2 separate regions of the Gossypium hirsutum genome follow, and region 1 is linked to region 2. Evidence: chromatin contacts called from public Hi-C data. All regions are on one chromosome and are shown on one strand. Each heading gives the region's core, a stretch centred on a gene start, on an enhancer-like site or on the middle of the called end of the contact. The rest is flanking DNA. Distances are from core to core; before and after follow the strand shown. Region 1 holds the start of LOC107909934 (protein CHROMATIN REMODELING 19). Region 2 holds the start of LOC107909938 (protein indeterminate-domain 5, chloroplastic).

Evidence for each region. Hi-C and Micro-C count contacts between places; a contact is called where the count stands out from the background.
Region 1: a Hi-C map of leaf shows a contact between it and region 2, with 3 times the contacts expected there. The contact joins the promoter of LOC107909934 here to the promoter of LOC107909938 in region 2. A contact is called at or near these places in 9 of 34 Hi-C or Micro-C datasets (callus, hypocotyl, leaf and 1 more).

The regions. Positions count from the first base shown.
Region 1 is chrD02:51,474,085-51,477,609 of Gossypium_hirsutum_v2.1, reverse strand. It overlaps LOC107909934 (protein CHROMATIN REMODELING 19), which reads right to left and starts at 1,726. Exons shown (of 12, transcript XM_016837644.2): 1 at 1,036-1,726; 2 at 542-659. The coding sequence starts at 1,539.
Region 2 is chrD02:51,233,852-51,237,218 of Gossypium_hirsutum_v2.1, reverse strand. It overlaps LOC107909938 (protein indeterminate-domain 5, chloroplastic), which reads left to right and starts at 1,758. Exons shown (of 4, transcript XM_041088255.1): 1 at 1,758-2,200; 2 at 2,340-2,592; 3 at 2,960-3,356. The coding sequence starts at 2,436. LOC107909937 (a long non-coding RNA gene) reads right to left here and starts at 828. Exons shown (of 8, transcript XR_005910260.1): 1 at 453-828; 2 at 312-359; 3 at 1-218.

The sequences.
Region 1 (3,525 bases), core at 477-2,976, 240 kb before region 2:
TCTTCTTATCAAATTGGAAACTAACTGAAACAAGTACGAATCTCAACAGATCTTCACATACTTTCTTAAACTTAACAAGTTCAATATCATTCCCTCAAAAGCTAAGAGTATAGAGCCTGCATATTATCTAACTCCGCTAAGCTACTATCACTCAAGGTTCTTATCTTTTCCTTCTCCTTCCTTTGCCACAAAAGCGATTGATGCATTTCAAGAAAGTGATTGACAAAGGTCAATGCATTTATTATGCAACAGAAGAATGGATAATACAACCCACAGTTAAGAATTTTATGTCTCTTTTCTTCATCTTAACTTTAATCACCCAATTACAGTTAACAATCTTCAAAGGTACTTGAAGAATGTAGGCCAATGACAACACTTAAGGGTGAGCGAAGCTTTTTTCTTCTCAGGTGATAAGAAATATGTTCAGTAACTTATCAAATCCCCACAAACAATTACGATTTCTTGTTTTAGGTACTAAATCAATAAAAAAGACCTAGAAATATACAGCCCAACAATGATGTCAAAAGATTAGAACAAGTACCTCCACCAATGCCCTTACTATGCAACAGAAGAAGAAAATTTACACCAACCAGTTGATATGGCTTGAGAACTGGCTGAAATTCCGGATCCACCACTGCACATGCTGCATCAATATCATTCTGCAAGAGTAAGAAATATTCCAATTTATAGACAAGTCTATTAGGAAACAACGAAGCTGATGTGGAAAAGACAACGCATATAATACATTCCCCAAATTTTGTCATGCAGTATATAAAAAATAACCGGCTCCCCTAAAATGAACATAAAAATGAAATTTAAAGCTATTGGTGATTTTCATTAAACTAAAGATTAGACAAAAATCATAATCACAAAATTCGCTAAATTTAGCTCCCTCAAACTTACTACAACCTTTTACAACTTCATAAAGCATTCTGATTATATATATATATAAGAATGCAAGTGATCACGGCCTTCCTTCCTCAATTTTCTCAGTAACCAAACAGAAAAATAGAATGCCTTAAGCTTTTTTAATACCTGTGTAACGATTCTCACTGAAGAAGCTTCTACTTCGGCGTATCGTTCGCAAGAAGCACCGGAACTCCCATACAGCTCCTTCCGTAGCTCCGCAGATATTTTCGCACACTTCTGCAACGCCTTCCCCACCACGTCATCCTCTTGCAATTGCTCTTCTTCACTCGACTCAATGTCATACAGCTCCTCAAAAGCATTCTCATTGCCGTCTTTTCCATCACCATCTTCTTCGTCGTCATCGTCTTCATCAACGATGAATCGACGCGCAAGGTTGACCGGCCCGGCATCCTCGGGCTCAACGTCGTCTTCCAAGTTGGAATCATCAGCCAAATGTTCGATTTCGACACAATCATCGCTGCTTTGGTCGGAAAAACTAGCCTGAGTTTGGGAATTGAAAGCGAAAGACTCAATTGGAGGAGGATTAGGGTTTTTCTTCAAAACACGAGAAGGCTTGAAAGAGTGGTTCTCCCATTCTTCGTCAGAGATTTCCTCGAAAACGCGCTTCATTTTAACTTTAATTTTAATCTGTTTTCCTTTTAATTTATTTTTATTTTGATTTGGGCGAGGAGAAGAGAAAATATAAGAGAGGAGAGCGCAGAGCTGGAAAAGGGCGGGGCGACAGTGAATAGAAACTGAGAAAGCGCGGGTCTTAAAATTGTTGGTTTTGGTTTTGGGAGTTCGCTTTGTTAATGGAAAAGTACTTTCGTAACTATAAGTAATGTTAAATAGATAAAAGTTGTCTGATTTTGGACTGCTGTGGCTTTATAGTGCGGAAATACGTTCAATTGTTAAAAATTAACCTGACATCATTTGACTATACTTGATGGAATTTTTTTCGTAATAAAATGTTCACTGAAATCAATAGATTTTTTTTAGTTAATTTTCTAAGGTTTAATATTTGTTTTTTAATTTTGTATCTATTTTTTTTATTTAATTGGTATATGAATTTATATTCTACTATTGAAGTTGATATGTTCGTACTAATATATTTAGTTTATATTGATGTGCTATTGATAACCAATTCAGTAGTGGCACCCGATAACCTCTTAATATGCCAAGTCAAAATCATAAATTAAAAATATATAAATTAATAAATAGAAGTATAATTTTTCACATCTAGAATGAATTAGGACACAAATTTGTCAAACTTCATTCTACATGTAATTTTTAATAAGTTTATATTTTTTATTTTTTTTATAAAATATCAGTTTTTAGGTTATTATTTAAAAATATAATTTTATAAAATATAAAAATTAAAAATATATAAAAAAATCCTATAATAATTTGAAAATGTATAAAAATTTATAATATAGAAATTAATAAAAATTAAAATTTTATAAAAATATATAAATAAATAAAAGAACTAAAAAGGAACATCTACAAGTTGTTTAGATGCATTTGAATCTAGACATTCTTAGTGTAATTTTTTATTTTTGATTAATTTATATATTCTAATTTTTTTTAAAATTATATATTTTTTAATTTCAAAATTATAACAATAACAATTGATACATCGCGAAGCTAATTAAAAATCTGACTAAAGCAAGTGCACCTATCAATTAATAGTATAGCTCTGGTGAGCAAAGATATTGTTCTCATGAAGACTAAAAGTACTAGTTTTTACCATCTTTCTATTATTTAACCGATAAATTTGAGTGGTTGATTAAAACTAAAATTAACTATATTAATTAACTACAAACGCGACAAAGAAAAAATCAGGAAAATAATCGATTAACAACCAAGAAGCAAAACAATACCCAAGAAAGAACCCACCTAGATTTCATCTGTCATTATCAATCTAAATTACGCAATTTCTTTACTTAGTATATTGATCCGTAAAAATCCCTAAATTATGTTAATATCTCTTTCGAGAGTAAGAGCAACTAACTCTATATTGATTAATTGAAATTTCTTTTTAATTAAAACCCCTATTATCGTATTAACTCAATTTATGGACTCCCCTATTAGATTTGACTCTAATCCGGTAGATTTATATCGTCCTATTTCTAGGATTGCATGCAACTGGACTCAATTATGCAAGATCTACTCTTAAACAGGGTTTATTCCTCCTCTGATTTAAGCACATCAAACATGGATCAATAATGTAGAAATTGAGAACAAAATCTAAGTATTCATTACGCAAAATAAAAATCAAGCGACAGAATTCATCATAGGGCTCATCTCCCTAAGTATTTAGAAAATTAGTTCATGCTTGCAAATAAAAACATCCTAGAGATAGTATAACCAAAAAAAAAATAAAGAAACTCATGATAATCTCCTAAGAAATCAACTAGAAGTCTTTAATCTTGACAGAAATCCGCTTCAATGGTGTTTTACAAGTTGTTTTCTTGAATATTCTACGGCAACGCTCTCATATCATCATATTTTTGTCATATATATGCCTTAAAATGCCCGAAAAACCTAAAAAAATGCGATTTCTCGTTTATGGTGCAACTTCGCGAAATCAACATGGCCTACTACATGACCGTATGG
Region 2 (3,367 bases), core at 509-3,008:
TATTCTCTCCTAAACAACTTATCAAACTTACCATATTATGAAACTTAAGCGAACTATAGTAAGTTAAGAAAGTACTATTAGATTTTCTAAAAGAAGCAACAGTTACTTACATAGAGAGCTATTTGCAAGCACTGTGTGACTTCTCCAACTATATCATCATCAACAAATTGTGACAAAACACATATTATTTGCCAAGCACGTATTTTTCGCCTATGGATCTGTTGAAATATAATAGGACAGATAAGCATTCCGACCAATCTGAAATATAGAATTAGAAACCTGAAGAGAATGAAGAGAAAAGTATCAGCTACCGCGCTATACTTCTTATACAACTCTTTTGCAAGCTTCTTATCATTTAGCTGCATAAAAAATGAATTCCATGAGAACTAGAATCCAAACATTTTCTGAGGAGAATTTTCTCCTATAAATAAATGCAGAAAAGTAGAATGTACTTTCTTTTTAAGCAAGTTTGGATCGAAAATCCTTTTGCAATGGACGGAGCAACATCAACGAAGGAGACAGAGATTGATGGCAAATGCACAGTCCACGGTGATGTAGCAGACGGATCACTGGATAGACAACCAGCAGCAAATGGATGGAAAAGAAAAAATTAAGTTAGGGATTTGGGGAAAATGATTTGGGGAAAAAGAGTTGGGGGCTTAGCTATAAAAATGGCGTTTCAATAAAAATTAAAAAGTATTCGCGGCGTTTATGGATAAAACGTCGCTATTGCTTTACCTTTAGAGGCGTTTATGATAAAAATGCCGCAATTGTTTTTAACCTTTTGTGGCATTGATGCAAAAACACTGCTATTGTTTTACCTTTTGTGGTGTTTATGGGGAAAACGCCGGTAACACTGTTCCTATTTGGTGTACCTTTGCGGCGCGTAGCATAAAATGCAGCTAAATATGTACTACTTGCGACGCTATTTCAACAAACGCCACCATATAACGACTTATTGTGGCGTTTTTCGGTTAGTGCCACTAATGGTATATATTTGTGGCATTCTTCAATACAGTGGCCGTTAAATGTTTGACCTTTGCGGCGTTTTCGATTCAAACACTACTAAAAACGTCGCTAAAAACTTAATTTGTTGTAGTATTTTGTGCTTATTTTATTTAATTATAATTATTTAAATATATTTTATTTGTAATTGTATTTAAATTGAATTTCTTAATTTATTATTTATTAAATTTAATTAAAAATATTTGTCACACTAATCAAAAGTAAACTGATAATAAAGAAAGTTAAGGTATAATAGAAAATAAATAAATATAACATATGATAATTTTTAACTGCTCATAAAATAAAAAAAATAATATTTACTAATATATATCAAGAACTAACTCATAAATTTATTTGAAATTCATTAGCAAGGCAATACATAATACTCTTTTGGATAAAATACGAAATATATCATGTAACAAATTTATTCGGATACCACATGATTATCTTCATTAATATTAAGACTCATGTTGCATGAATGAGTTTAAAATAATTTTTAAAAGAAAACATAGAAAATTTAAAAATAGAACAAAATTGACACAATAAAAAAGTATACACCTTTCACCGTCCAAAAAAAATATTGAAAAGAAAATTATTGAAAAGGGTACACAAAATAAACATAAAAAAGGGTGAAAATAATTTTAAAAAAAAAAAAAGATATTGAGAGAACATGTAAGAGAAGGGAAGGAATGACGAAAGGGAGGCTTGTCTTGATGCTATGTAAGAAGATACGAAATAAGAGAAGGAGAGATGGGCGCTCAAAAGGTAAGGCTTACAGCTCGATCGGTGGCCCCCCAACGTATCGCCCCGCATCACGAATCACGACATAAATTTTAGCTGCTTCAACAGTGACACAAATAACCCACCTTTTCGATCGATCCCCTCAATTTACTCTCATTTCTTTTTCTACTTGAAATGATTATTTTGGAGGTTAAAAGAAGGAAAACTTAGATTCTACTACTACTACGAACTAGACCACAGAGTATCGAGAAAGAGAGATCCTACTTTTACTATTCATATGGGATGACCTTATGTATGTATTTGTTTATGCATATGGGATAGCTTTTGATTCTTTCTCTGTCTCCTTATATACTTTCTTCTTCGTATTTTGTTGGGTTTTTACTCTTAAGTTTTTCTTTTTTTTGCCTTGTTGTTTCTTAGTGGATTGAAAAGATTTTCAAAGAAGTTAAGGGAGGTAAAACTCCCCTATAAGGGAGCAAGAAGCCCTTTATTTTAGTTTTGCTTTGGTTAAACCATAGGAGAAAAAGCTGAAATCTTTTATGTTTATGGTAATTTTGTGTGATTTTTTAATTCTGGTTTTGCTGGTATTGAAGGACCCAGAAGAAGAACTGAAAGAAATAGCAGCTTGGCTAACCACAAGAAACTAGAAACGATAGCAAGCAAGCTAATAAAATTAATAAGCTTTGTAGATGGCCGCCGCCTCATCGTCCACACCTTTTTTTGGAACCAGGGAAGAAAATCAAAACCAGATGATGCAAGTACAATCATCCACCGCTACACCCACTTCGTCAACTGCTCCAACCACTGCACCTCAGAAGAGAAAGAGAAATCACCCTGGAACATCATGCAAGTATCTCTTTACATACATCTGATTATGGTCTGTTTGCTGAGCAGAAAAAAAATATTATGGTTTGTTTGTTTGTTTTCTTTTCCCTAAGGCTTTTTAGCTCAAGTATCCAATGAGTAAAGTCAATAGAGAAAGAGGGTTTATGTTCTTGTTCTTGTTCACTCCTTTCTTTCTTTTTTTTATTAAAAAAATGAATATTACCTCTCAATGAACCCTAATCTAAAAATTTGTCAGTTTTCATCATGATTTAATCTTGACAGTTCTCAGATGGTTATTCTTTCACTCCCTCGATTAAGCCTTATATATATATTGTTTTTCATCCCCTATTTTTCTAATGATTTGTTGTTTGTCATTTCTCAATAGCAGATCCAGATGCGGAAGTGATAGCACTATCTCCCAAGACTCTAATGGCAACAAACAGGTTCATTTGTGAGGTATGCAACAAAGGGTTCCAAAGGGAGCAAAATTTACAGCTCCACAGAAGAGGACACAATCTGCCTTGGAAGCTAAGACAAAAGACAACAAAAGAAGTGAAGAGGAAAGTTTATCTTTGCCCAGAACCCACATGCGTCCACCATGACCCTTCTAAGGCACTTGGCGACCTCACTGGCATCAAAAAGCATTACTCAAGAAAACATGGTGAGAAGAAATGGAAGTGTGAGAAGTGTTCCAAGAGGTATGCCGTGCAATCGGATTGGAAAGCTCATTCAAAGACTTGCGGCACTAGAGAGTACAGATGTGATTGTGGCACTCTTTTCTCAAGGTAATTAATCA